Linked DNA regions of Macaca fascicularis: region 1 is linked to region 2. The links are chromatin contacts, called in public Hi-C maps. All regions are on one chromosome and are shown on one strand. The core of a region is the stretch at or near the end of the contact, and the rest is flanking DNA. Distances in the headings are between cores, read along the strand shown. Region 1 has its middle 49 kb from the start of BRD3. Region 2 overlaps RXRA (retinoid X receptor alpha).

Region 1 (5,341 bases), core at 1,421-3,920, 270 kb after region 2:
CTCAGTTCCAGGCAGTGGCCTTTGAAATCAAGGCCACCCTGTGTCACCTGATGATCTGCTGTTCAACCTTCAGGTCCTGGCACAGGGATCCCGCATCCTGCACGCCTCTCCAGCTGGGCCCAACTGCAGCAGGACCCGTGGGCAGGTGGCAGCTAGTGCGCATGCCATGCCCACCTCACAGGCGAAGACAGGCCACCTCGGGGAGGCCCCCGAAAGCAAGAGGATGTCCACCCTCAGCGCTGCCTGGGCGTGTGTGCCCAGTGACCTCCAAACTCTGTGGGTCCTGCAGGCGGCACAGTGGGGAGTGCACACTGCTAAGTCCCTGCCACTCCGGGGGACCTGCCACTCCTGGGGACCTGCCATTCTGGGGGACTTGCCCTCCTACACAGTCCAGGGGCAGAGGGAGGCCACCTCACCCCCTCTCCCTGCTCTCTCTGATGGGGAACTCTGCCTCCCTCTCTCCTTACTTCCTCTCCTTCTCCCGTCCTCCCAACCCCAGTCCCCACGCTCCTGTGGGCTGCTGCCCTGAACCAGGCCCTGCTGCAGCCCCAGAATTCCACCGTGAACAGCCGGCCCTCAAGGAGGCTGCGGGCCAGGAGGAGACCGGGCCACAGAGGTGGCTGTGCACATGGAGACCTGTCCCCACTGTGAAGAACAGGGGGCCGATGGGACACAGGGAGGTCAAGGCCAGCCAGGGAAGGCCTTGCAGGTGTGGAGAGAGAAGTGAGGGCAGAGTAGGCGTACGATGCCCTTAGCATTGCCCAGGCTGAGGAGGGCAGGGGCCATCACGGAGTGGAGCCAGTTCAGCCATCCAGGGAAGAGGCAGGAGGCAGCAGAGGCCCAAGGGACGGCGCCAGCCTCACAGAGCCTCAGAAGCCAGGCAGGATCCGGGGTTTGCTGAGCCCTGGCTGGCTGGGGCAGAGGAGCTCCAGGCTCTGACCTGGGCTGGCTGCCTGGTGGATAGGCAGCCGGGACCTAGGCCAGGACCAGGGCAGCCACAGGAGACCAGGAAGAGACCCTGGCACGTAGGTGCATGCTGAGGAAGAAGGTGGATGCTGGGCCTGCAGGGAGGAGCTGGCAGGGATTCCTTATGGATGCGGGCAGATGTGAGCGAAAGGAAGCCAGCAAGGATCCGAGATTTGGGGCCTGAGCACCTCGGACAGAGCAGGGGAGCTGGCCTGGGCGGTGGACAAGGGGCCATCGGACTTGGGCACGGGACACGTTGAGCTGCAGACACCCCGGTGGAAAAGCAGGGCAATCCAGCGGGGATGGAGAAGGGACAGTGGAAGGGGGCACCCAGAGGCCTCGAGAGGGAAGGAAGGGTGAAGAGGCCACGCTCAGGAGGAGACGCACCCCCGTGCGGAGGTCACGGGGCCCCCAGGGGAGGTGGAGCTGAGCTGGAGTGAAGGAGATTTGTGGGTGAACGGGGAGGGAGTGGGGGCTGCGAGGGCATCGTGCCCCCAGAGGTTTCTCTGTGAGACGAGCCAGGGAAAGGCAGGACGGCCAGAGGGGCGCGGGGTGGGATGGGAGCTCACTGCACAGGGACACAGCAGAAGTAGGCAGCTGCCAAGAGCGACAGCCGCGGAGAGGACACCACGGGGGTGAGGCTCATCCAGCCCTGGGGATTTCGGGGTGTGAGGTGAGAGGGCGTGAGAGACGCTGAAAGTTGGGGTGTCAATGGGTGTGGGGTGAAGGTGGGGTTGCAGACATCGGGGGCCGGGAGTGTGAGGGTTGGGGGACTTGCTTGGTACTGGGGAGAGTGCGGGGCAAAGGCGACAATAATCAAGTGCCCAAGGAAGCCATCGGCTGAGGTGGGCAGAGGACAAGGCCAGGGTAGGAAGGGCCACCCGCGAGGATCACGGAGGAAGACAGGCTTGGCAGGGCCGCTTCCTCAAGGCCGGGATGGGGAGCCGTCTGCACAAGGAGGGATCTCTGAGCTCCGAAGCCCTCCCTTCCTGTTCCTAGGCTCATCCACCAAGGACTGGTTCATTCCCACCGCAGGGCCTTTGCACGTGCTGGCCCCAGCATCTGGAATTCCCCTTCTCCAGATCTCCGTGTCACCAGCTCCTTCTTGTCCTTCAGGTCGAAGCTGAGCCTCACGTCTTTGGGGAAGGCTCCCGGCTAACACCTGCTTGGGTGCTTCCCGCGCTCTGCGGTTTCCTGAGCTGTTCACATGCTCGCCCCCAGACTCCTTCTAGAAGCCATGCCCAGCCATGCCACCTCTTCCCACTGTGGGACATCCGGATGGCCCCTCCCGAGGGCTTCCTGGCCTCCCTAGAAACCTGAAATGTGCTCTCAGCTCAGACAAAACTGTCCACGGCACGCATCCGGCCCCTCCAGGAGCCCAAGCCCGCAGATCACCTCCTCTGGTCTCCTCCAACGCCCACAGTGTGTGCCAGTGTCACTCAGACTGTGCACACAGGGCCTTGTCTGCTCCTAGCCTGACCCCTCAAGAGAAGCAAGGTCACCCTGATTTACAGGGGGAGGAAACAGGAAGCAGGGGAGAGAGCTCAACACTCAGCAGCACCGGCCCCGGGTGCTCAGTCCACACGGCAGCCTGAACCATGGGTCCCTCGGGCCCACCCTGGACGGCAGCCTGGAAAGACAGAGGAACACAGGGACTAGAATCCCAAGGTCACAGGGCCAAGCACAGAGGACGAGCTCCCAGCTGAGCAGAGGCAACAGCAGGGGTTACTCCAGGCTAAATAAATAGGAGACCTGGGCAGGAAGAAATGAGAGCATGCAGGTATCCATTAGCCAACCGGGCAGCCACACGGACTGGCGGTAGCGGAGGGGCTGCGGGCCTGTTTGCTAACGAGAAGGGCCGGATGGCAGGATCTTCTGGGCCAAGGCACTGTGTGTGTGGAAAGCTGTGACCTGGCCGCCAGCCCCCGCCTTTCCCATCTTCACCACAGACCCCACGCAGAGAGGAGGGCCTGGCTGGGAGACACTGGGGGTGCATGTGCCCCTCTAAGGAAACGTTGCTTCATCTGAAATGGGGCCAGTGGCACCAAACTGAAGGGGGCATTGGGAGGATCACTGCTTAGGCAGTTGCCCCACCTGACGGGGCCCTCGGCTGCGGCTGGCTGGGTCATCTCAGTCTCCCCAGAGGCCAGGCACACCGTGGGCCTATGGAGATGCCCTGGCACAGAAGTGTGCTTTGCCCCTCACCCACTGGTGGACAGAGCACACTCACATGGCAACCCCCACGCCTGGTGGGCATCCATGCCAGGCCCGGGCAGGCCTCCCCTCTCACCTTCACTCCCGTTGCCCCCACCTGGAGCCCTCTCCTTCTCCCCTGCCATCCCTCAGCTGTGAACTTGAAGCCACTTGGTGCCACCTTTGCCATGAGGCCCCCTGCTTGTGCCCTCTGGATGGCACGGTAGGCCTGGCCAGGGCAGGAGTGGGGCCTCAGCAGTGGGCGCCGCCTCAGGGCCCTGCAAAGGGTGGGGTGACCACATCCAGCTTGGGTACCCGGCTTCACCTTGGGTGGCAAAGGAGGAGGGTCTGGGCTGGCACAGAAGAGGGGGTGACAAAAGTCACGGTGCCATTACTCCACCTCACTGCTTGGCCTGACAGGCTTCACCACATCCCCATTCCACAGATGTGGAAACCGAGGCTTGGAGAGCGTCATGGGCTGACGGTGGCCCCTGGAGCCTGTGCCTGGAACCTTCTTTAGAAAGGGGGTCTTCCCAGATGTGGCTAAGTTACTGGGGAGAAGACTGTCAGAATTGTCCAGGTGGCCCTAAATCCAATGACAACTGTCCTTAGGAGACACACAGAGGAGAGACATGAGGTGAAGAGAAGAGACGCTGGGAGGAGGAGAGACATGGGGGGGAGAGGAGAGACATGGGGGGGGAGAGGAGAGACACGGGGGGAGAGGAGGGACATGGGGGGGAGAGGAGAGACATGGGGGGAGAGGAGGGACATGGGGAGGAGAGGAGAGACACTGGGAGGAGGAGAGACATGGGGGGGAGAGGAGAGACATGGGGGGGAGAGGAGAGACACGGGGGGAGGAGGAGAGACATGGGGGGGAGAGGAGAGACACGGGGGGAGGAGGAGAGACATGGGGGGGAGAGGAGAGACATGGGGGGGAGAGGAGAGACATGGGGGGGGAGAGGAGAGACACGGGGGGAGGAGGAGAGACATGGGGGGGAGAGGAGAGACACGGGGGGAGGAGGAGAGACATGGGGGGGAGAGGAGAGACATGGGGGGGAGAGGAGAGACATGGGGGGGAGAGGAGAGACATGGGGGGGAGAGGAGAGACACGGGGGGAGGAGGAGAGACATGGGGGGGAGAGGAGAGACACGGGGGGAGGAGGAGAGACATGGGGGGGAGAGGAGAGACATGGGGGGGAGAGGAGAGACACGGGGGGAGAGGAGAGACATGGGGGGAGAGGAGAGACATGGGGGGAGAGGAGAGACAAGGGGGGAGAGGAGAGACATGGGGGGGAGAGGAGAGACATGGGGGGGAGAGGAGAGACATGGGGGGGAGAGGAGAGACATGGGGGGGGAGAGGAGAGACACGGGGGGAGGAGGAGAGACATGGGGGGGAGAGGAGAGACACGGGGGGAGGAGGAGAGACATGGGGGGGAGAGGAGAGACATGGGGGGGAGAGGAGAGACACGGGGGGAGAGGAGAGACATGGGGGGAGAGGAGAGACATGGGGGGAGAGGAGAGACACGGGGGGAGGAGGAGAGACATGGGGGGGAGAGGAGAGACATGGGGGGGAGAGGAGAGACACGGGGGGAGAGGAGAGACATGGGGGGAGAGGAGAGACACGGGGGGAGAGGAGAGACACGGGGGGAGAGACACGGGGGAGGAGGAGAGACACGGGGGGAGAGGAGAGACATGGGGGGAGAGGAGAGACACGGGGGGAGGAGGAGAGACATGGGGGGGAGAGGAGAGACATGGGGGGGAGAGGAGAGACACGGGGGGAGAGGAGAGACATGGGGGGAGAGGAGAGACACGGGGGGAGAGGAGAGACACGGGGGGAGAGGAGAGACACAGGGGGAGAGACACGGGGGAGGAGGAGAGACACGGGGGGAGAGGAGAGACATGGGGGGGAGAGGAGAGACATGGGGGGGAGAGGAGAGACATGGGGGGAGAGGAGAGACACGGGGGGAGAGGAGAGACACGGGGGGAGAGGAGAGACATGGGGGGGAGAGGAGAGACACGGGGGAAGAGGAGAGACACGGGGGAGGAGGAGGGACATGGGGGGGAGAGGAGAGACACGGGGGGAGAGGAGGGACATGGGGGGGAGAGGAGAGACATGGGGGGAGAGGAGGGACATGGGGAGGAGAGGAGAGACACTGGGAGGAGGAGAGACATGGGGGGGAGAG
Region 2 (5,163 bases), core at 1,376-3,875:
ACCTGCCCCCTCTGAGGGAAACCGACAGGCCACCCTCCTCCCCTCCCATCCCCGTGGGCCTCACAAATGGCTGCGGGTCAGCAGAGCCCTGTGCCTCCAGCAAGGCCAGTGAGGTGGTGACACCCCACCCGCCCGAGCCGGGGCCAGCCCTGCAGGAACCAAGGACAAGCCTCGGCCCGGCCCTCAGAGCAAGAAGACTCAGGCTGGGGAGGGGCCAGGGCACTCCGGTCTGAACAGGGAGCAGGGAGTCTGAAACCAGGACACCAAGGCAGAGAGAAAACCGAGGGGTGGTGAGTGACCCCTGTCCCTGCAGCCTGGAGGTGGCCCCAAAACCCTGCACAGACGGTGGCTCATGTTCTCATTGGCTCAAGGGCCAACCTGTGAGTTATCTTTGGAAAAAGGGGCTGCTTCCCCCTCACTCAGAGCACAGGGCAGCCTGCTGGCCCCACGAGTCCCCTCTCCTCCCCGAGGCGGCTGAGGTCTTTGCTGACGACACACCAGCCTGCGCCCCCAGCTGTCCCCTCCTCCTGATGAGGGGGAAGCTGTCACAGGCTGGCCAGGCACCAGTATTCAGAGCAGGTGAAGATGTCACTCCAGACAGGAGGGCCACACGGACATTCCGAAAACCAGCATCGATAAACAGCAACGGAAACAAAAACCCCATTCCCAATGCCTACAGCTCCAGGGCTGGGGCCCGAAGACCCTGCGAGTCGCCCACGCCCCGTGGGGTGTGGCAGGGCGTCCCGAGAGCCCGGTGGGGAGGCGCCTGGCTGGGCTCACCACGCTAGTTCTTGCCACGCAGGCTGCTGCCTCAGGAAAGCCACTGCCCTGGGCCACAGACAAGTAGTAACAGAAATAAGGAGGGTGACAACACATCTCTTAGGCAGAGCAGTGACAGGCTGTGCCCCAAAGTCCAAACAGGCCAGGCAGAGAAGGGCAGGGACAGGACTCAGGCTGAGAAGAGCAGCTGGCGTCCAGGCAGGGTGGCCAGACCGGGTGGGCGCAAAGGACGGGCCCGCGGGCCTAAGTCATTTGGTGCGGCGCCTCCAGCATCTCCATGAGGAAGGTGTCAATGGGCGTGTCCCCAATGAGCTTGAAGAAAAAGAGATGTTCCAGGCACTTGAGCCCGATGGAGCGCAGAGCCGGCAGGCGGAGCAACAGCTTGGCGAACCTGCAGGGAACGGGTCTGGTGAGGGCCAGGCAACGGGCAGGGGCCGTTCTGCCCTGGCACCTGGAGGCCTCCCCGGAGATGGGGCTGCGTCTGAGAGCCCAACCCATCCGAGGCTGGTCTGTAGCCCCGGAGCTGCCTGTGCCAAGCCTCCAGAGGGAAGGAGGGGAGGCTAGAAGGAAACAGGGGCGGTGGCGTCCCAGAGCCAGGAGAGAGTGAAGGAGGATCCCTGGGGCCGAGGACGGAGATGAAGGACCAGGGGCCAGACAGCGGCTGGCTAGGGCAGGCTGAATAGTTCTTTGTAAAGAAGTGAAAAATTGTGGGCAGCTGGGCATGACGGCTCACACTTGTAATCTCAGCACTTTGAGAGGCCGAGGTGGGAGGATGGCTGGAGGCCAGGAGTTCGAGACCAGCCTGGGCAACGCAGTGAGACCCTGTCCCTACAAAAGAACAAGAGAAAAACAGTAGCCAGGCGTGGTGGTGCATAATGCCTGTACGGAGGACCACTTGAGCCCAGGCTGAGGCTGCGGTGAGCTACGATCATACCACTGCATGCCAGCCTGGGCAACACAGCGAGACGCTCTCTCTTAAAAAATGGAAAAATGTGGGCCATGACAGCCAGGAGCGGGTATGAGGTCAGCAATGCATTTGGCTGCAGCAGCCATCGCAGCAAGCGACTGTGGGGCCTGTCAGGGAAAGGGCTGCTGAGCACACTGGTGAGTTGCAGGGAACAGGCAGGGCACATGGTGGGTAACCAAGAAGTCAAAGGGCATCAGGTGGGGGAGGAGGAGTCAGGCTGCACCCCCACTGCAGGTGGAGCCGGGCCTGACTTGGGAGCTGTGTACTGGGGCAAGCCCCTTTCCATACAGCGTCAGCACCCCATGAGTGCCTCCCACGGCACCTCGTGCAGGGCTGTGGGCCTCAGACCAGGGCCACCCCTTCCCCAGAAATAGCTCTGCTGGTGTTGGGCACAGCCTGGTCAGAGAAGGCTGGCGGGGGAGGGAGGGAGCATGGGTTGCTCCTCAGGGCCTGGCCCACCCCGGGGAGTTTCCTGGGGCAGGGACCAGTGGGCTGGCGGAGAGGGAGCGGGGGGAAGTCTGGGGCTCTGGGAAGAGGGATGGCAGGGCCAGGCATGAGGGCAGCAGCTGCCGCTGAGGACAGGGGGGACCAGGTGTCCCTTCTGGCTGGCCGTGTCTGCCCCAAGGCCCCTGTGCACGGCCTGAGTCTCTCCACACGGCCCCTCCAGGGGCTGCGGGACCTCATTAATTATTAACGACGTCTCTCTTTCAGGGAAAAGCTCTGTGGTTGGCTGCCTCGCAGTCCTTGTTTTAAAGGCAAAAACAGCGCAGAGGCTGGAGTCCGGCCAGAGAACAAGCTGTTTTCTGCTGAGCTGGCGAGATGGGCCAGGGCAGAAAGCCAGGAAAAATAAGCTGCATGCCACCCCCTCCTGTCCTCGTCCTCCGGGAAGTTTCACTTTAAACCAAGCCAGATGAGCGCTGAGTAGGCAGCGGGGACACGGTTAACTGTGTAAGTGCTGGTGGCGGGAGGGCCTGGGTATCCTAGGAGGTCTGCTGGGCCCCACCTCCCCCAAACCCCCACCCACAGTCTGAGGATCAAGAGGCCAGGAGATGCCCCTTTTGAGAGAAGAGGCAGACTCTGGAGAGCTGACTTTGAAACCGAGGGATCCACAAATGTTTCTCTTCCTGGACACCTACTGTGCACCCAGCACTGCGGACTCAGAAACGAGAGAACCCCAGCCCTTCTAGGGCCCACAGCCGGGCAGGGGAGAAAGATGAGCTCTGCGCTTGGGCTGTGGCTGCCTATTCTGTACACACTTGTAGAGAGTGTTTAGAATGTGTAGGCATCTGGCCATCCACTCTACACATGCTTGTGAAGTACCTACTACGTGCTGGTGTCGCCGGACCTCTGGTGGTTCTGCCTGGCAGGGGAGCGCAGTGGGGGGTGAAGCACAGCCTTCATCTACCTACTTGACAAAGACAAGCACCTACTATGCGCCAGGTGTGAGGTAATCCTTCCAGTGGGGATATAGCGTGAGCCTGTGGGGTGTGCCTGCCACAGCCCACTGGCCTGGAGGACCTCCCGCTGCCTGCTCAGGACCTGCTGGCATGGGCTGGGCCTGGGGAAGGTGCCACCTTCTCATTCACATAAAACAGCCTTGCAGCAAGGTGGGGGCTCTGGAGACAAGAGCCCAGGTCTGGGGTGTGTGTGGGACAGGGCGGGGCCCACCTTCCGGGCTGCTCTGGGTACTTGTGCTTGCAGTAGGCCTCCAGGGACGCGTAGACCTTCTCCCTCAGCGCCTCCACCTCGGCCGGGTTCGAGAGCCCCTTGGAGTCTGCAAGGAGGCCACAGGTCAGAACCCTCAGCTGGGTGTGTTCCAGGCACCCGCCCCCAGGACCCAGGCTTGTGTGGGGTCTCCCAAGCTGCCCCACCACGGGCAGAGCAGGTGGTGTGAGGGACGCCGCTGGACACGCCCCCGCCTGCTCCCCCAGAGCCTGGTGGCAGGGGGATGACCGTGGAATCCATGGCCAGGCCAGGCTGCTCTGGGTCCAAGCTCGGCTCTGCCACTTGCCAGCCATGTGGCCTTGGGCCAATTATTTGACCTCCAGAGACTCGGTTTCCCCATCGATAAAGTGTCAGGAATCTGCTGCCTTCCAGCCGCCATGGGAACTGGGAGAGACAATGGAGGCCTCTGCTGCCCTTGGGTCCCAGCCCCATGACACGGACGGGAGCTACCACTGCTGCTCCCAGGAGCACCCAGACCCTGAGGGAACCCATCCTCGGCATGCTCGGGGAGTGCTGAGCTCAGGACCCAGACTCGAGAGCCCAGAGTGGACAGGGGCTGAGACTGCAGCCACCAACACCTCCAAGGCCAAGGGACCCCATGTGAATGCCACCTGGGCCCGTGTCCTGGGGCTCCCTGGCAACATGTCTGGCTCCCTGAGCTGCCTCAGCTCTAGCCCGTCTCCTCACCCTCCCTGCAAGCCTGTGCCTTGGTCTCCTCGCCTTCCCTGCAAGCCTGTGCCTAGACCCTGCTCGTGCCAGACAATCTCACCCTCCCTGCAGGCCCGTGCCCAGGTCCCGCTGGTGCCCCAGCTCTAGCAACCAGACCACACAGGACCTGAATGGGGATTCCTCGGGCCGGGCCGGGCCGTGGCGTGACTCAGCCTCCGAGCCGGCAGGATTATGGCCTGGATGCACAGCCTGGGTGATATAATGTCCCTGGAAACAAGCTCTCCCCACAAGAAGATGCCCATCTCCATCCCGGCCCGGTCCCTCAGAGCCAGGTCTGAGAAAGGGCAAGGTCAGGGCCAGGAACCAAGAGGGCTCCATTCCCTCCACCACGGCCCAGGTGAGCTCCCCACGGCAGCCCCAAACCTCTCCCTCCACACCCCAGCCGCCCACCCCTATCGCAATGAGCTGAGTTTCCAAACACAGAAACCCATAGCTCCCTCCCAGCTGGAACCCCTCGGGACTTGGCTCCCTGTGGCCCCAGGAGAAAACCCAGACTTAGCAAGACTTTCAAGACCCTGCCTGGGCTGCCCCCACCAGTCCACCCCACCTCTGTGCCTCCCGTTCCCCTGGCCCCCGTCTAACTTTCAGCTCCTGGAGGAAGTGGCCCGCACCCTCGACCCACCACGCTCCTGTCCTCATGTGCTGGGGGCGCCTGCTGGTGGGCGTGACCCTCTAAACCCCAAGCTCTGGGCAGGCAAGCCCTACCCAGCAGTGTGAAGAGTCCTCCCATGCCCGGCAGGGTGCCGAACAAACAGGCACGTGTCAGCACTTGCTGGGCAAAGGGGTAGCATCTAGGAGGCTTTTCAAACCGAGAACCCAGAGGCTGGAGAAGGGCCGCACTGTGGGCCACAGGCCTGTGCCCAGCTCCAGTCCCACAGCCCCAAGCCCTGCTCTCCTCAACCACAGGGGCCTAGCCCCAGAAACACTCTGGATCCGAGGCTCGGGGATGAGGTTGGTCCCCT

The links. A called contact is a pair of places that touch in the nucleus more often than the background predicts.
Region 1: a Hi-C map of liver shows a contact between it and region 2, with 2.9 times the contacts expected there. The contact joins two enhancer-like sites. A contact is called at or near these places in 2 of 2 Hi-C or Micro-C datasets (liver and skeletal muscle).

What each region holds. Positions count from the first base shown.
Region 1 is chr15:5,189,436-5,194,776 of T2T-MFA8v1.1, forward strand. No RefSeq gene overlaps it. Among named protein-coding and RNA genes, the nearest start is that of BRD3, 49 kb to the right of the region's middle. Within about 2 kb of position 2,671, at least 1 of the 6 cell types and tissues checked has an H3K27ac peak or open chromatin away from gene starts, as enhancers often do. A contact at or near this core is called in liver, where this site is marked.
Region 2 is chr15:4,923,501-4,928,663 of T2T-MFA8v1.1, forward strand. It overlaps RXRA (retinoid X receptor alpha), which reads right to left. Exons shown (of 10, transcript XM_045374233.2): 9 at 3,416-3,521; 10 at 1-1,171. The coding sequence ends at 1,024. It also overlaps the pseudogene LOC135967324. Among named protein-coding and RNA genes, the nearest start is that of RXRA, 110 kb to the right of the region's middle. Within about 2 kb of position 2,626, at least 4 of the 6 cell types and tissues checked have an H3K27ac peak or open chromatin away from gene starts, as enhancers often do. A contact at or near this core is called in liver, where this site is marked.